Regions from separate parts of the Mus musculus genome. Here region 2 is linked to region 1. The links are chromatin contacts, called in public Hi-C maps. All regions are on one chromosome and are shown on one strand. The core of a region is the stretch at or near the end of the contact, and the rest is flanking DNA. Distances in the headings are between cores, read along the strand shown.

What was found. Hi-C and Micro-C count contacts between places; a contact is called where the count stands out from the background.
Region 2: a contact with region 1 is called in a Hi-C map of CD8 T cells, with 1.9 times the contacts expected there. The contact joins the enhancer-like site here to the promoter of 9630013K17Rik in region 1. A contact is called at or near these places in 1 of 39 promoter capture datasets (the HPC-7 cell line), 5 of 484 Hi-C or Micro-C datasets (CD8 T cells, cranial neural crest, erythroid progenitors and 2 more), 4 of 115 datasets of contacts at active chromatin or transcription factors (effector CD8 T cells, embryonic stem cells, extraembryonic endoderm stem cells and 1 more) and 1 of 9 other capture datasets (embryonic stem cells).

Annotation. Positions count from the first base shown.
Region 1 is chr11:63,962,698-63,965,728 of GRCm38.p6, reverse strand. It overlaps 9630013K17Rik (RIKEN cDNA 9630013K17 gene), which reads right to left and starts at 1,503. Exons shown (of 4, transcript NR_131111.1): 1 at 1,455-1,503. It overlaps Cox10 (heme A:farnesyltransferase cytochrome c oxidase assembly factor 10), which reads left to right. Exons shown (of 7, transcript NM_178379.3): 7 at 1,201-3,031. The coding sequence ends at 1,607.
Region 2 is chr11:64,014,388-64,017,418 of GRCm38.p6, reverse strand. The region is part of intron 4 of Cox10 (heme A:farnesyltransferase cytochrome c oxidase assembly factor 10); the gene reads left to right. Among named protein-coding and RNA genes, the nearest start is that of Gm51866, 17 kb to the left of the region's middle. Within about 2 kb of position 1,543, at least 16 of the 459 cell types and tissues checked have an H3K27ac peak or open chromatin away from gene starts, as enhancers often do. A contact at or near this core is called in CD8 T cells, where this site is marked.

The DNA of each region.
Region 1 (3,031 bases), core at 254-2,753:
TATTGTCTGAGCGCTCTCGTTCTGAGGCGAAGCACAGCCAAAACTTTCAGTTGCACAACAGACTACTGCAGTTGGCACACCAGAGGCTGAGGGGACAGTGAGGGGCAGAGCTGGAGGGAGAGTCCCCATTGCTGCCAATTTCACCATGTCAAGCTTGTTCTTGCTCAGTCATTTCTAGAATAAAACCCACCTGGAGCTCTGAGCCTTACCATCCCTCCCCTGGGCCCTCCTGTCTCCCCTCAGCCATGCCCTGGTTCTGTTACCACAATGAGCTTTCCTTGGCAGAACACTTCCTGCTCTTGTCATAACCCCACCCCATGCTGTGGCTGTCATTACTACTGTATATCATACTCAGCCCAAGGCCTGAGGGTCCAAGACAGCTCGTGAGATCTACTACGGCTTCCCCAAACATGAAGCTCAGGGTCCTTAAGGCCACCCTGTGCCCTGAGAATCTCCACCACCTGACAGTCGCAGAGTTAGCTGTATTGTCCCATCAAAACACGAAGAAGTCTCCGTCACCACCATTTGCTCCTTCAGCTGCTCTAGCCTTCCCTGCCTGCCTTCCAATTCCCAAGAGAACTCCGTGTTAAGATAAGTGCCCTGTGTGTGTCACTGAAACGGGTACCAGGACTCTTGAACTAGAAAGTGCCTCTCTCGTTATTTCCAACAGTCCTCTCCCATGGGAATCCCTCCATTGGGAAGGGTACTACTGGGCATGCTAGTATAGTCTGAGAAGAGGAACCACAACTGAGAAAATGCCTCCATCAGATTGGACTGTAGAGAGCTCTGTTGGGACATTATCATCATCATCATCATCATCAAATTAATATGTTAAGGCCCAGCTCACTGGGTGCAGTGCCACCTCTGGTTAGGAGGTCCTGAGCTATCTAAGAAAGCAGGCTGGGCAAGCCATGTTAGGCAGCCACTGAGCAGTGGCCCTCCATGGTGTCTCAGTTCCCACCTCCAGGTTCCCCCTTGTGTCCCTGCTGAAACCTCTAAACAAACTCTTCCTAACGTTGTCTTTGGTCGCGGTGTTTATCACAGCACTAGAAAGCACACTAAGACAGGAGGGCTGAGACAGATTGCTGGCCACCTGAGCACAGGCCTCCTGAGGAGTTCACTTTGAGGCTGAGAGAGCCTTGCTTTGGAGATGGCCGCTGACACCTAACTGTTCCCTTTTCTCCCCACCCCTCCTCACAGGAGCGCTTCTTCTGGGAGGGATCCTGTACTCCTGGCAATTCCCCCACTTCAATGCCCTGAGCTGGGGCCTCCGTGAAGACTACTCCCGAGGAGGCTACTGTATGATGTCCGTCACCCATCCAGCCCTCTGCCGGCGGGTGGCACTGCGCCACTGCCTGGCCCTGATTGCTCTGTCGACTGCTGCCCCGGTCCTGGACATCACCACCTGGGTCTTCCCTGTCATCTCCCTCCCCATCAACCTGTACATTTCCTACCTCGGCTTCCGCTTCTACGTGGACGCAGACCGCAGGAGCTCAAGGAAACTGTTCTTCTGCAGCCTGTGGCACCTGCCGCTGCTCCTGCTGCTCATGCTCACCTGTAAGCAGCGGCCCGGGCAGGAGGGGGACAAGGGAGAGGCTCCGAGCTGAGAGCCAGCCGGTCTGTGGGGAACATGAGAGCAGACACCTGCAGACAGACACACGGACAGCACTGCCCTGGGCCAGCAGGAAGCGTATTTTGGTGATTCTGGCAAAGAGAGTTGGATGGTGTCAGCTGGTGGCAGATCATCTGGTGCTGTGTCGTCACTTCCCAGTCCTTTTAATATTAATATCCAAACTGCTTCCCAAACAAGAAAGGGACTAGCATATGGGGTCAGTACAAAAAAAAAAAAAAAAAAAAAAAAAAGAATATTTCTTCTCCTGGAAAGTCTTTATGCATCTTTCCCTCCAGCCCTGTGTTCTCTCACCCACATGATATATATGCACATCCTCCTCCCTCCACCCCAGGCCAGCCCCGCCCCCAACACACACACACACACACACACACGCACGTGCGCGCGTGCATACTCACCACCTGGAGGCCACTGTGGTCATTGCTCAAACAGGTGAGTGCTTGTGACCCAACCTCTGTAGTTCCGCATCTGGAAGCTCCCACACACTTCCTCAGAAGAACACATAGTGTGGCTACAGCACCCCTTCTCTGCCAGTAAGATGGGGCCTGCCTAGCTTCCTCTACCCTACCAGTGTTCTCAACCACACATTCCCTGAAGTAACACAACACCTGGCCTGGGCTGCCCACTGGGAGTGGGGATTCCAAACGGTTGCCTGCAGATCCCTGGCCACATTGCCAGCACACACCACCACGTCCAATCCCACCCCAAACCAGGAGTTCAGAAACCCCAGGAAATATGCCACGTGTTCATCATGCTCTCAGGCATGGTCTCAGCATTTCCTTTTGGAAGGGCATCACTCAGCATAACCTGAGGGAGAGGGTGAGCTGCGTCAGCAACCATTTTATGCTCACTTATCTCTTTCGTGCAAACCACATTTCTACACTGGTACCTCCTAAGTCCAGAAGTTGGCCTCCGTGCCCAGTGGTGTTCAGAGAGGGCAGCAGGGCTCCTAGTGGCCATGGGTCCAGCTCTGGAACTCCATGGCCTCTGGTGTAAAATGCAGGGACCTGTAGGTCTTCGGACTGTTGCGTACTCCCCAGGGCTAGAGAGCAATGCTGCCTTAAAATTGTGGAGCTGCCAGAGTTTGAGTTCCTTGATCTCCCAGGGTGCTGGGCCCCGTCAGGATTCCCTCCAGGGCTTTAAGCCACACAGAAAACGGTTCTTGAATTTGGACTGTCCTCTCAAAATGTGGAAGAAAGGCTTTGGCCGTGACCAAAGGGAGAGCACTTGCTTAGCTCTGGGCTCGGGTTTGAACTTAACACCACCACAAAAGGTGGGGAGGATGGTGTCCAGAGTGCCTGCAGACAGTGTGCCCGGTACCTCTGTCTACCTTTTGTAACGTTACCGCCTGGCTGTGTCCTGTGGTAACAGGGAATGGCGATGTCTGCAAAGAGCATCTAG
Region 2 (3,031 bases), core at 294-2,793, 52 kb before region 1:
GCATGTGAAAAGCTGTGTTTATAAGTAGCTCTGGCCTTGGCCCTCCACTGTCTCTTCCAGGCCCTCTGAGGCCTCCAGTGCCCCCTTGCCTTGCCCAGGTCACCAACCTTGGCCAAGTATCTGGACATTTTTTTCTGTTTTGTTTTATGGTTTTGGTGCCACCGCTGCTGCTGCTGCTGCTGCTGCTGCTGCTGCTGCTTCTGCTTCTTCTGCTTCTGCTGCTGCTGCTGCTGCTGCTGCTGCTGCTGCTGCTGCTGCTGCTGCTGCTTTAAGACAGGTTCCCACTGCTACCGTGACTGTCCCCAGCTCAAACTCATTGAGATCTAGCTGTCTAGGCCTCTTGAGTGCTAGGATTAAAAGTGTGCATCACCACACCCAGTTTGTTTTACTTCATTTGAGAATTGAATATTTTGGATTGTTCTTCTATCGGTTGCTTTTACATTACAGTTTAAAAGATCACATTTAAGTAATTTTTGCATCAAAACCGTGTGTGAATTTTCATACTAAAGCTTTTACCTTTTTTTCTCTCTGGTCTGTCTCCTGATTTTGTTATCAGAAAATAACATAGAGTGGCCTTACTTCCCTATTGTAAAAGAGGCTCTGAATACCCTACAAAGATCTGTACACTCAAGTCTTAGTCCAGAAGAAACTAAAAGCAGCATGACATGAAACACCCACAAACTAAAAGTCATCCAAACATAGGCACCTCCTTAGTGAAGATTATCTCAGATTCGCATGTGTGAAAACATCTGAGAAGCTGTGAAAAAGTCGTTTACTTAATCCAATCAGTCTGTGAAGCTGAGAGAAGTACCGGGCTTTCTAGAAAGAGATTCAGGCAGCTGGGGAAATGACTCTAAGGGAGCTTGCTGCACCAGCCTGGTGAGCTGAGTTCAAGTCTCTGGCACCCGTGGTAAAAGGCCCTGCATGGCTGCACCGTGAAAACAAGTGGAACCCAGGAGCTTGCTGCTGAGCCAGCCTACCCAAAACGGCACGCTCCCTTCCATACCTGTCTCCTGCCATCGTGACTGTAGCAAGGGAATTCAAGAGTGCATAGAACAGGCTACCCAGCATCCTCCTTTGACCTCTGCACGCACGCACGCACACACACACACACACACACACACACACACACGCACGGCCAGATGCACTCCTCCATACACACATGCACACATATGGGTACACCACAAATGCATTCAACACATGATTTTTTTTAAAGAGAAGATTGATTGCAAATAGCAAAGTGTTGCTTGATGACTGCAGAGTGGTAAGGAGTGAGGGACTTTGTTTATGCTGGTTGCCAACACGCCTTTGTCTCTGTAACCCTGAAGGACAAGAATCATCCTTATAGCGCTCAAGACAAATTAGGTAAAGCACAGAAGCCCCTGGGTTTGCTTGTGCCCTCTTCCCAGGCTGAATTCTTACAGGCCAAGGAGCCACCGCCTCCTGGATTCTTCTCTAGGGAAATCAGGGAGATGTTGAAACTCCCTCCATGTCTGCCCGAACCCTTCAGCAAGAATTACAGGGGACTAGGGAAGGGCATGTTCCAGCCACCCCCACCCACTTGTTTCCATTGAGGAGGGAGAGAGCCTGTGAGGGGATTTGCTCTGGCCCTGGCTTTGCATGATGAAAGAGTTGCATGTAACCAGAAGGCCTGGGTAATCACAGTGCGTCATGAAGAGTGGGTCAGAAACAGGCAAAAACTTTCTACCCTGTTTTCTGGTGGCACTAACTGAGAAAAGAGAGTTAGGAAATGTTATCAAGCAGATTATTTCCCCTTAAAGTAAACCAGACCCTAGCCTGCCTGGTTGTCACATGCTAATACACACATCTAGGGGTATTGTGGAACTGCAGTCACCGCAGGAAACACCACGCTGCCGTTCTTGGAGTGTGTAGAGAATGTAGCTGGTCTCCACTGCTAGGGCATCTTCCTGTGGCGAGCAAACACTGAGAGTCACAGCGGCAGGTAACAGTGGCAAGAACTTCCCTAAATAACGCACATAGCTTCTCACCATTTCTGCCTATGTTAAAACTGTGTGTATTTGCTTGTGTGTGGGTTTTAATGCCCATCACTGTTCTCTAGCTAGGATAGAATTTAATCAGAAACTAAATACCGAATCACTCTTCAGCCAAACTTCATGAAATCACTGTCGATGAGGGGAGGAGATAAAGTAATTGGATTAGAAATGGGTGGTTTAAGTTTACACCATTTTATTATATCAGGAATTTTTGATATTTGAGCTGAGGCTTTCCACAGCTGTGCAGTCACTTGTGCCTGGGATACGCATATGAGCCAGGTGCTGTGACTTTGTCGCCTTACATTCTGACGGAAGATAAGTTGTGGAGATGGCTAAGTGTGTTACTTTAGTATGCTTTGCATGAAATAAACACTGATCTTTGAACTCCTGCAGCGCAGAGCTGTGGTCTGTACAGTCTTTTTATCCCCCTCTGCACTAGTCCTTGGCCGTGAGGAGTGGAATCCGTGAGGTGGCTACACAAGAGTCTCTGTTCTTACATCTCTCTCTGTAGTCGTCTCCTTGTCACTAAGGAATGCATTTTAGTCTTGCAGAGAGATTGCTCTCTCTAGAGTGTTCTTATGAAATAGTAATTCTCAGTCATTGTTTGAACTTGTAAGCAGTTGGTCTGTAGAAAGGGAGAGACAGCTCTCTGTAGCATGAGGAATGCCTGTGCCGTGGAGGACTCCTGGCTCTGTTTAATTTTCCTATGTCCATTTTGATTCTGTATCATAGCTTGGCATATTAAATTTTAAAATAAAATACTGATAAAAAGTGTACATTGTTACTTGCTGAAATTTAATGTTCAAATAATGTAGAAGGGATTGTGTAAGAATGTTAAATACTGTTTTACGTTTAGTTCATTTTAGATTTATGCAGTTCCAAAAGGGGCACAGCCCAGTGGATCTGAGCTTCTGTTGAAATGGTTCAACTGTGTAACATGATGAGCGGCACCATGTGGGCATGTGTATCTGAGATGATGTGTGCCTAGGAACATTTGTGACGTTCCCCCAGAAAAT